Regions from separate parts of the Hordeum vulgare genome. Here region 1 is linked to region 2. Evidence: chromatin contacts called from public Hi-C data. All regions are on one chromosome and are shown on one strand. Each heading gives the region's core, a stretch centred on a gene start, on an enhancer-like site or on the middle of the called end of the contact. The rest is flanking DNA. Distances are from core to core; before and after follow the strand shown.

Region 1 (5,624 bases), core at 235-2,734, 510 kb after region 2:
AGGAAGTCCTCCTGTCCCTTGGTGTTGGCCCCGGAGAACTGTTTCACGGCGACCTCCATGTTCTGCCCGTGCTCCCCGACCACGGTGGCGCGGTACACCACACCGTACCCTCCCTGCCCCAGCTTCATCTTCTCGTCGAAGTTGCCCGTCCCTTTCCTCAGCTCCTTGTAGTCGAACTCCTTGGGCACCCCGGGGATGCTGGCGAAGTTAATGGTGCTCCGGACCATCGAGCTCGAGTCGTCCCCGATCCTCCTCCGCCTGCTCTTGATGTACAGGCCGGCGAACAGACCGAGCGCCAGGGCGAAGGCGCACGGCGCGCCGATGGCCAGCCCGAGCTTCCAGCCGGAGAGCGGCTGCTTGCCGGTGCCGCTGCCGTCGGGGAGAAGCTCCACCGTCATGTCCCAACTGTGCAAGCAGTTGAGCTGGTACAGCACGCCGGTGGACGCCGAGAAGCCGAAGTAGGCCGTCTTGCCGAGGAGGACCCTCGAGAGGTCCAGCGACGCGTTGAGCACGGGAGTGGCGGGCCTGCTCCCGTTCTTGGCCATGTACACCCACACGTGCCGCGACGTGCCGTTGTACTCGATCCAGACCATGTGGCTGCCGTCGTCGTCGGTGTTGTTGGTCGCGAGGTCGATGCCGAAGGGGGTGAGGGAGGCGGCGACCTTGGACTGGACGCCGTTCACGTCGAGGCCGACGTGGTTGTCGTCGGGGTCGTAGGCCTGCTTCACTGTGTCCAGCTCCACGGCCGCGAACCCGTTGGCGGCGCTACCGTCGGTGGACGCGTTGGTGAGGCCAAGGTAGCCGCCGTGGCTGCCGGGAGGCGGGGGGGCGGCGCCATCGGACGCGATGAGGAACGCCAACCCTTCGCCCTTGACGGACGCGTTCGCGCGGAAGAGGTTGACCTTGAACACGGTGGAGAAGGAGGCGACGCGCCGGCCGTCGGCGCTGGAGTTGGACGCGTCGGAGGCCCAGAGCACGTAGGCCCGGGGGAACATGACCCGGCCGGTCTGGTTGATGAGGAACCTCTCCGGGTCGTTTCTGGTGTCCGGCGTGATCTGCAGAGCATTCCCGTTGACGGTGGCGTTGCCCAGCACGGTGAGGTTGCCGGGGAGCTGCCGCAGCGAGTTGTCGAACGAGGGGAAGGAGAAGGTGATGGACTCCTTGCCGCCGACGATGCTGGTGAAGGTGGTGGCCTGGGCGCGGGCGGCGGGGAGGAGCGAGCATACGGAGATGGCGTAGAGCAGGAGGAGGACGGCGAGGCTGGTGGTGGCGCGTTGACGGCGGCGGGAGTGCGCCATGGGTTTGAGTCCTCGCTTTCTCAGGAGGGGAGGAGAACTGAGGAAGAGAGGAGAGATGTGGGCAGGCCAGGTGGTGGAGAAATGGAGGGAGTCGTGGTGTGCATGCATCTGTACAAATAAGGAGGCTGCGGGTTGGTGGGTCGTCAGTGGATGCTTGTGCCTGGATTGGACTGCTGCCTCCGTTTTGTTCCTTGTGTTGGTGTACTCTTACACATTTGCTGTTTTGCAAAAAACTAATAATCAACAAAGGGTATCTTCACTGAACTTAGCATGTTGGAAATCTAGATCTATGCCTATTTTTCGGCGTATCTATATACTATATCAGTATCCATATCAATCTTTATCTCTATCTCTATCTCCATCTCCATCTCCATCTCTACCATTCTATCTTTATCTTTATATCTACTTAAAACATACACAAAGTTAGTTTTACTGCCGCAGAATTCTTGTCAACCGCTCCTTCCCCTCTCATCACGTCCCGTCACTAGGCTTTTTTCGTCCAATCGGTTCTATTCTTCCACCATGCCTTTTGTCCCATGTTTCATGTACACTAAGCAATCACCTTAATTTACTTATTTTCTTCATCAATTTTATCTTAATTTACTTACCTTTGACGTCAATTTCATGTATCATCATAATTTACTTACCTTTTGTACCAATTTAATAATTTATGTACCATGCATTATTAGACAAAGGGTTTTGGGAACCGCTCGACACTTTCTTGAGGTGTGGCTATCTTATATATATAACAGGGTACATGAGGGTGTACAATACAATATACAAGACCTATACCAGAGCTATATGTAAATACAGTCTAACACCCTCCCTTAATCTTAACTATGCCCTTAGGTACAAAGTATGTTAAGATTGCGCCTACACCCTACAAACCGAGGTTGAGGTAGAGGCTTCGTGAAGGTGTCAGCAAGTTGATTTTTAGAGGAGATGAACTTGATGTGAAGTAGCTTCTGTGCAACACGTTTCTGCACAAAGTGATAGTCAACTTCGATGTGTTTTGTTTGAGCATGAAACACTGGATTAGATGACAGATAAGTAGCACCAATTTTATCACACCAAAGGACAGGCGGTTGAGCTTGAGGAACTCTCAACTCTCTCAATAAGGATTGTACCCATATGATCTCAGCTCTAGCATTTGCAAAAGCTTTATATTCAGCCTCAGTACTACTCCGAGACACCGTAGCTTGTTTACGAGCAGTCCAGGCAATCAAAATAGGACCAAAGAATAGAGCATGTCACCCCCCCCCCCCCCGCCCCGTGGATCGCCTGTCATCTGGATTACCAACCCAATCTGCATCAGAGAATGCAAAGAGCTCCGTAGACTGTGCAGGCTGAAGAAGCAAACCGTACGGGGCAGTAAGGCAAACATAGCGGAGAATGTGCTTAAATGCTGTCGAATGAGAAATCGTGGGAGCATGAAGGAACTGACACACCCGGTTAACTGCATAGGAGATGTTTGGCCGAGTGATGGTCAGATACTGCAAGCCACCAACAATACTGCAATACTCAGTGGCATCATCAGAAGTGAGAGGATCTCCATCAAATGCAGACAAATGATCAGTGGAAGACATCAGAGTGGTGGCTTGTTTGCACATCAGCATACCTGCCCGTCGCAACAAGTCCAGAGAGTACTTATGTTGTGAGAGTGTCAAGCCAGCAGAAGAGCGAGAAACCTCCAACCCAAGGAAGTAATGCAAGGTGCCTAGATCTTTCACCGCAAAATCACCACTCAAGGCAGAGATCAACCGATCAGCAGCAGCATCGGAGGAGCTCATGAGGATAATGTCATCAACATAGATCGGTAGATACATTGTTACCTCAGTCCCACGTAGTAGAAAGAGCGATGTGTCAGCAGTTGATGGAACAAAACCAAGTGCCCAAAGAACGGAGCCAAGCCTGGCATGCCATGCACGAGGAGCCTGCTTCAGCCCATAGAGCGCCTTGACCAGGCAACACAGATGATGAGGGCGAGAAGGGTCAACAAATCCCGGGGGCTGGCGCATGTAAACCCCCTCATCCAGAACACCACGAAGAAAAGCATTCTGAACATCCAATTGACGAAGAAACCAGCCTCGGGTAACAACCAAGCAAAGCAGAAGCCGAATGGTAGTAGGTTTGACAACCGGACTAAAAGTATCCTCATAGTCAAGACCATACCGTTGTTTGAACCCTTTCGCCACTAGTCGTGCCTTGTAGCGTTCAATAGAACCATTAGCATGCTTCTTAACTTTGAAGACCCACTTGGAGTCAATGACATTCACACCAGAGACCGGAGGGACTAATTGCCAAGTACCATTCGTCAACAATGCTTGATACTCTTGCTCCATACCATGGCGCCAGTGAGGAATCCCAAGAGAAGCCTGAAAGTGTCGTGGTTCAGCAGAGGGACCATCTTGTAACAGCGCCACACAATCTGCAAGCCAAGCAACGGTCCCATATGTACGTTTCTTGGGACAGACAACGCCGGATTGGCTGCGTGTATGCAGACGAGGAGCGGTCGCAACCAGTGGTGCATCCACAGTTGGTGGTGCAACTGCAGCCGGTGTAGCAGCCATAGCTGGTGGTGATGAAGCCGTCGATGTAGACCCGAGCGGCAACACAACCTCGTCCCACATAGGCGAGAAGGAGCCCGAGGATGCCACAAGAGACGCCAGCCTAGGCGATGGGGCAGACGAAGCCAGGGTGGGCGTCGCGGGTCGGCCCAGATCAGACACAGCCGGTGTTGGTGAGACTGACCCATAAGATGGAGGTGCGGCCGAATTCAGCACAGGGGAAGTCGGCCCAGAAAGAGTGAGAGCGGCTGAGACGTGCACGACACATGCAGAGAGCCGATGTTCACATCAGGAGCAGCCGACCGCTCCATTCCTCCAACAACTCAGGACGGGCTCCATGATCTGTACCTGCAGCATGATTAGGAAGAAACGCAGGAGAGTATGCAACATCAACAAACTCAGTAGGCAGTGGAGGGGTGGAATATGATGACGGCGAAGTGAGAGCTGGTGAAAAAGATGAAACAGAAAAACATTCTCGTCAAACACAACATCGCGATAGATGTAGACACGGTTAGACGGAATATGAAGACACTTATACCCTTTGTGAAGTGAACTATACCCAAGGAAGACACATAGTTTGGACCTAAACTCAAGCTTATGCTTGTTATAAGGGTGAAGATGAGGCCAACATGCACATCCAAAAACTTTAAGAAAGCTATAGTTGGGAGATTCATTAAGCAAGAGTTCAAGTGGTGTTTTCATCCCAAGGCGTCGTGAGGGGAGCCTATTTATAAGAAAACAGGTTGTGGAAAACGCGTCACTCCAAAAACGGAAGGGTACTGATGCATGAGAAAGTAAAGTAATGCCAGTTTCAACAATATGACGATGCTTACGTTCGGCTGCGCCATTCTGCTGATGTGTATGAGGACAACACACGCGATGCGAAATCCCAAGCTTATTAAATAACGCATTGAGGTTCTGATATTCACCCCCCAATCCAACTGAACATGGATAAGCTTATGCTTAAGAAGACGCTCAACATGAGCTTAGAACTGAAGAAAAACATCAAACACATCGGATTTGTTCTTGATAAGATAAAGCCAAGTAAACCGACTATAAGCATCAATAAAACTGACATGACAGTTATGGCCACTAACAGAAGTTTGGGCATGGCCCCATACATTAGAAAACACAAGCTCAAGTGGAGTTTTCACGACACGACATGACTCTGAAAACGGAAGGTGATGATTCTTTCCTTGTTGACAAGCATCACAAACTGTAGCAGCATCTTTATTGGACACAACTGGAAGATCATGCGATGAAGAATACTATGAACTATGGGAGTGGCGGGATGACCAAGCTGTGCAGGCCAATGAGTGAGCGACACACGGACACCACTGAAAGCTTGAGAGGTAGACGGCATATCAAGTGCATAGAGTCCATGGCGCAGGCGACCTCTAAGAAGAACTTCCCTCCTGTCCCGATCCTTGATAAAAAGGTAAAAAGGATGAAACACAGTGAAGATGTTATTGTCACGAGTAAGTTGAGGAACTGACAACAAACTACCGGTAGTAGAAGGGACTCTAAGAACATTGCGGAGATGTAAAGATTTGTGTTTATGGGTAAGAAGCGATGCCTGACCAACATGTGATATATGCATACCTTCTTCATTGGCGGTGTGAGCCTGATCATGACCGCAATATGGCTCCTGAGTGGAGAGCTTACCAATCTCACTTGTCAGGTGGTGAGTAGCACCCGTATCCATGTATCATGTTGGATCAATAGGATACGATGGAGTGTGTCCATGCCCGTGATTGAC
Region 2 (6,101 bases), core at 3,028-5,527:
ACTCGTCGCCGCGGCCGACCTCAACCGAACTCATCATCTGGTGAGAGGCCCTCCCCATGCCTCCAACCGTGTGCCAAGCACCGGCAAAAAAATTTGTTTTGTGAGAATTTGTTTTGCTGATGAATGAATGTATTGAATGTAAGATTGCATTGTTGTAGAGAGAGAGAATGGAACACCACCTTCAGTTTGTCATCTGATCCCACATTCTCTACCCCATGAGTGAAATAAGATAACAGTCCATTAATCAATTCAGGTAGCCTCTTTGTTTTGCTTTGCTTGTCACGCTCAATTTCTCATCATAATGGAATTAACAATGAACGAGTTGATTTTTCAACAAAATAGGATAGGACTTACTACATTAGTTAGTTAGCTTATTATTTTAATAAATTAAAATGATTATAAAAATTAAAAGCGTGTGATATTTTTTCTTCCGTTGCAATGCACGGACCTTTTGCTAGTGATGTAACAACAAGCAGAAACGCCTTACTTTTTGGCACTTTGTATGTGACCCCAGAAGATGAAATAATCTAGCAGTAGTAAAAAGCCAACATCATCAGTTTACACAGATCTAGGGGTATCTATCTGCAAACGGATGTGGGGGACAAGCATGAAAAGGTGAAGAGAAAGAAGACGCAGTAAAAAAAGCAGATCTGAGAGAACCAACTTTACATGAAAAGGTGAAGAGAAAGAAGGGCAGCCCAAAGAAAAACCAAAACTTTACACCAGCCGACCTGCCCTGCCTCTAAATAAAACAGGCTCTCCCCTGCACTTATCAGCTAAGACTGAGAGTTCCACAAGAACCAGGCATCCATCCTAAAGAAACATCAGCGTATATGTACCCAGCAGCCAGCAGTCACCTCCCAGCCGCTGTTCGTTATGTATGAGACAACGATCCGATGGTTTCGTTCTCGAATCGCCTGATCTCGCCGGCGAGGCGCTTCATGGTGTCGTCGTACACGTAGGGGACGCCCTCGAACATGACCTTGCGGCCGCGACCAGGCCTCGGCACGAACTCCTGGCACGGCTCACCCAGCACGTTGATGGAGTTGTGGTAGTGGTAGTACCTGATCAGGGTCTCCGTCTTGTGCGTCGACCTCCCGTACACGTTCTGCGACATGTGCACCCCGGTCGCGTATGCGTTCCGCGCCTGGATCGCGTACTTGCGGTCGCGCCGGACCCTGGTTATCGAGTTGCGGAAGACAAACTTCTCAAATCCCCATTCCCTGCATCATCGATGGCATGTGCCCGTTAGTTCAGATTACACTGTTGCTATACCCTTATTTAGAATGGAAGATGAAATGCCGATTAGACTGAAATGTAAAATCGACAACAAGGACAAAAACTATCTTCAAATTTATTTGTGGAACTTGGTATATATTGAGGATTAGGCTCAATTCATCTTTGTTTTCGGGCGGGTAGAAAGCAATGACCATTAATTGTGGAAGCAAATCATGCTGGAGAACAAAATGTATAAAAGCACTGATGTTTGTTTGTAGAACCAAATGATGCTTTCCTAATCTCAAATAAATAAATAATTAATTAATGATGCTTTCCTAAGATCTTTGGCTCAATGGAGAGTGTCTTTAAAGTAATGACCTTTGTTTGTGAAACCAACTGGTGCTTTACAAATATTGTTGGTTCAATGGTGAAAGGTGCAGAACAGAATTTCTTACAGTAATGACCTTTGTTTGTGAAACCAACTGGTGCTTTACAAACATTGTTGGTTCAATGGTGAAAGATGTTGGAGAACCAAATTTGCTTAAGTAATGACCTTTGGTTGTGAAACCTAATGATGCTTTATCTATGCAAAGAAATTTGTTCAGTGATGGAAGCTGGAGAACAAAAGGAGAAGGTGTCAACCGCCATGTTGCCCTAGAGGACTCAATTTGACCAAAGGAAATCTAACCGATTTTTAATTAAAAAGTGAGCAAGGTGAAATCAAGCAGCTCACTGCCCAATTGATCAACAGACTGCATAAACAAGTAACCGCTTTGAGAATGTTTGTTTGTTGGATTAAACAACACAACCAAGGTCCAACGGCTAAAATATATATCTGGGAATGCTACCAAACCGGCAGGACAAATTGTATTTCCTACCACCCTGAACCTGATACTACATCTGAAGCTAAATTTGGGAGGTGGCGTGACAGAGATCTCGCAATCATAAACATAAAATTAAATCGGGAATGGACGAGGCAAGCAGAAATTACTCCAGATACGGGACAGAAATCAAATTACGAACCTTGAGTAATCATTCCTCGGATTCTTGACGCAGAGCTTGGTGGACATGGGATTCTGCTCGATGGTGAACTGCGTGTAGCCCGAGAGCTTGGCGAGCACCTGGTCCAGAGCCTGGCCGTCTGGCAGGTAGAGGTACTCGTCGACGTCGAAGAAGAAGGTCCAATTGGCGGCGTGCCGGTACCGGTGCAGGCAGTCGTTCACCACCAAGAACTGGTTGTAGTAGTAGCTGTCGAACTCGGCCTGCGCCCGGATGTCCTGCACCGTCACCCGCCCCGCCCTGATCCACGGGTCCAGCACCGCCCTCACCTCCGGGCTGACGCCGCCGGCGTCGTGGAAGACGAAGTGCGACCTGGGCCCGAAGAAGTGCGCGTGGTACGCCATCCACTCGCGCATGCGGCTGGCGCTGAGGTTGCCGTAGAGCGAGGAGCCGCAGTAGAGGTAGTCGTGCTGGAACGGCGGGCTGAAGATGGACTCGTCGTAGGAGCCCGGCGCCTCCTCGAGCGCGACGAAGCGCTCGTACCGGCGGGAGGCGGTGGAGTAGTAGGCGTGGACGAGCAGCTTGCCGCCGGCGTTGGCCGCGTTGGGGTTGGCGGGGAAGGTGCAGTTGACGACGACGGTGGTGTAGACGCGGCCGTACCCCCAGTCCGGGAGGATCTTGTAGGCCTTGGTCCGGACGGTGCGCGGCGCCGGGTCGGCGGCGCTCGGGTTGGGCTGCCACTCGCACTTGAAGTAGGGGGTGCCGAACACGTGGGTGGGCTTGGACGCCAGCCCCACGACGGCGAACGTCCGCGGCCCGCCCCGGTACGCGCCCATCTGGACGAACAGCGCCGCCGCGCTGCCGTACGGACGGAGCACCCGCTTGTTTGGGTCGTCCGGGCGCACGGCCGCGTTGCCGGACGGCCGGGGCACCAGCCTTTTCGGCTTCTCCACCCGTGCCACCGCGTTGCCGGACGGCCGGGGCACCGGCCTTTTCGGCTCCTCCGCCCGCGCCACCGCGCTTACATGCGGCCGAAGGAACACCGGTTTGTTCGGCTCCTTCGCGTGCGCCGCCGCGCTTTCGTGCGGCCGAGTGAGCACCGGCTTGGTTGGGTCCTCGGTCCGCGCCGCCGCGCTTTCGTGCGGCCGAGTGAGCACAGGCTTGTTCGGATCCTCCGGCCGCGTCGCCGGCCTCGCCAGCCGCATCGGAACAGTGCCGACGGCGGGGGTGTCCGGAGCCGACGTCGTCCCCGGTGTGCTTTTTGTGGCCGTGTCGGAGGACGTCGAGTTGGCGGAGTGGACCTCCGTGTTGTTGTTGCTGATCCTAATACCGGCGGCGGAGGTTGTGGCGAGTGGGAGGGCGCAGGGCGGCGCGGAGGCGGAGGAGCGTGCGGCGGCGAGGAGGGTGCCGTAGGGCTGGAGCTGCCACAATGCGACGAAGAGCGTGAGGAAGGCGAGCGAGGCGACGAAGAGCTTCATGTCCACGCACGGGACGGCCACGAACGCTCCACCGCCACCGCCGCCTCCTCCCGCGTCTTTCTTCTTCATGGCACGGGCACGACCACGAGCACGGGCACGACCCTGCAATCCAAACGACCACCAACTCGCCGATCCGCCCGCGCGGCCGGCGGTCCGCGAAGACGGGCCGTGCTCCGGTTGCGCGCCGCGCTTTCCCTCCACCGTCCGTCCTCCTTCCTCGTTATCTTTCCCGGGAACGGGCTCGGGTACGGGCGCAGGAGGCTCGGTGGGCTGTAGTAAAAGGCAAGAGGGGGCCGAGATGCGGGGAATGTGGGGGGTGACGGGGGGGAGAGGAAGGTGGCGGGAATCGACGGGGTCGGTGGGTTGTCGACGGGAGAGGGGATTGTTCTGGGCGCTGCGGGTGAGAGTAGGGGAGGCGGGGGGCGGCGCCGCGAAGCAACAGTCAAGGCTGGCTGGCTGGCTGGCTGTGGCTGGATCGGGGCAGGGGAAGGAAGAAATGAAGTCAGTGGTTTAACCGCCGATCCGCGCGGTTCGTAACGCAGCCCACCAACCGCGTTCGTAGGGCGTCGTGGCCGGCTGGCGGTGAAGAAGTTTTCGGAAGGAAATCAAGGCCCGCGGCCGGACAACGCGGTGCCTCAACGGGCGCCACTTCGGCGCGGACCCGTCGCAAGCAACAGCGCGACGCGCCTCCCTGGATTCGTCTCCGGTAGAAAAGCCGTCGCCGCCTGCACGGTCTCGCCTCAGGCAGTACGCACGCACGCACGTGGTTGATAACCAGCTCGTCTGTGCGTTCACAACAATGGGCTTGCGTATGTATACACTTACGTCTGTATTTTTTTTATAACACACCCGCTTTATAAATCATGACATAATGTCCATACAAATAGTTTCTCGGATGCATTCCGGAGACACATCACGCCAAACACGTCACCCTAGCTGATTATAAGATCGAGCCAACAAATGTGCAACAACATTTTGTTCCCGACGTACATGAAATATAGAATAACTAGTGAACGAAGTTCTAAGTTGCTTGATGTCTTGAATCACAGGACCACAAAAAGATCGATCCAGGCTCGGCGAATTAATACGTTGAACAACCGTCAAACAATCAGAAGCAAGTAAGACCTCCTGTAGACCTTCACTCAATACAAATTGCAAGCCTCTCTCGATTGCAATTGCCTCCGCTAGCTCAGGAAGGATTACCTCAGGAACACCAATACCACAACAAACAATGTAAGAACCCGAATGCTCTCGCATCATCACACCTGCCCCCATGCTCCTCGCATTGGTAAAAAGGGCAACGTCAACGTTTATCATCATCTTACCTGGCGGCGGCGGAACCCAGGATGCTGTTGTATAGGGTTCACGCCTATGGTTGGTTTTGGTATTGAACAAATGCTCCACTATCATGTCAACATATGCTTTAATTTTCAGAGCAAGACTAGAAGGATGCTGATTAATATTTTCTTCTTGGAGTTTGTTACGAGCATCCCAAATATGCTAGCACATGACCGCAAGAACTGTAGCAGCAAGATCATAGCAACGAGCCATAAAATCAAAGATCCATGTTTTACAATTTGTGAACCCTTTCCGACAAAGATGCACGTTGAAGTAATCTTTGACATCAGACCAAACAGCTCGTGCATATGGGCAAAAAAGCAATCCATGTTCAATGTGCTCATCAGCAGAACAATGGACACAAACCTTAGATGCAGGAATATGTCTCCGGTGTAGCTGCATTCCCGTTGGCAAGCAATCATGAGCGAACCTCCATATAGTTATCAACATTTTCCCCGGCGCCTTGATCGCCCAAATTTTGTTCCAGGAGGTGGCTTCACTTTGGAGATTAGACGGCATACCACGGCCCGTATTGCTACAAGAGGAAATCATCTTTGTCATCCTGGCCAACTAATATGCAGACCGGACCGAGTATGTGCCAGAACGAGTATGCGACACGATACAAAGTGAGTGTCACCAAAACGACTGATGGGAAGTTGAAGCACTTGATCCGCAATTGATTCCTCGACGACTGATCAGACCAGATGTATGTTCCAAGTAAAACCATCATCATCAAAGAGAGAGTTCACCTTCTGCCGTCCGAGAGAGGAGATAGCAAATGCAAAAACTGAGGTCTCACTCCAGGAGTCCAATTATCCTCCAGGATCTTGATTGTGGCACCATTACCCACACCCCATCGGACTCCTCTTTTGACAAGATCCATGCCATGAAGTATGCTCCGCCAAGTATAGGAAGCAGACCGTGGACATTTAGCATCCCAGAAGTCTGTATTTGGGAAAATAACGTCCCTTAAGAACACGAGTACAAAGGGAATTTGGTTCTGTGAGTAACTGCCAACATTGTTTGCCTAACATTGCTTGATTAAACATGCTCATATCTCTGAAACCA

Evidence for each region. A called contact is a pair of places that touch in the nucleus more often than the background predicts.
Region 1: a contact with region 2 is called in a Hi-C map of seedling, with 7 times the contacts expected there. The contact joins the promoter of LOC123402244 here to the promoter of LOC123403476 in region 2. A contact is called at or near these places in 2 of 6 Hi-C or Micro-C datasets (leaf and seedling).

What each region holds. Positions count from the first base shown.
Region 1 is chr6H:471,393,933-471,399,556 of MorexV3_pseudomolecules_assembly, forward strand. It overlaps LOC123402244 (probable L-type lectin-domain containing receptor kinase S.5), which reads right to left and starts at 1,485. Exons shown (of 2, transcript XM_045096136.1): 1 at 1-1,485. The coding sequence starts at 1,406.
Region 2 is chr6H:470,883,138-470,889,238 of MorexV3_pseudomolecules_assembly, forward strand. It overlaps LOC123403476 (galactan beta-1,4-galactosyltransferase GALS1-like), which reads right to left and starts at 4,278. Exons shown (of 2, transcript XM_045097414.1): 1 at 2,242-4,278; 2 at 519-1,223. The coding sequence starts at 3,764. The coding sequence ends at 875.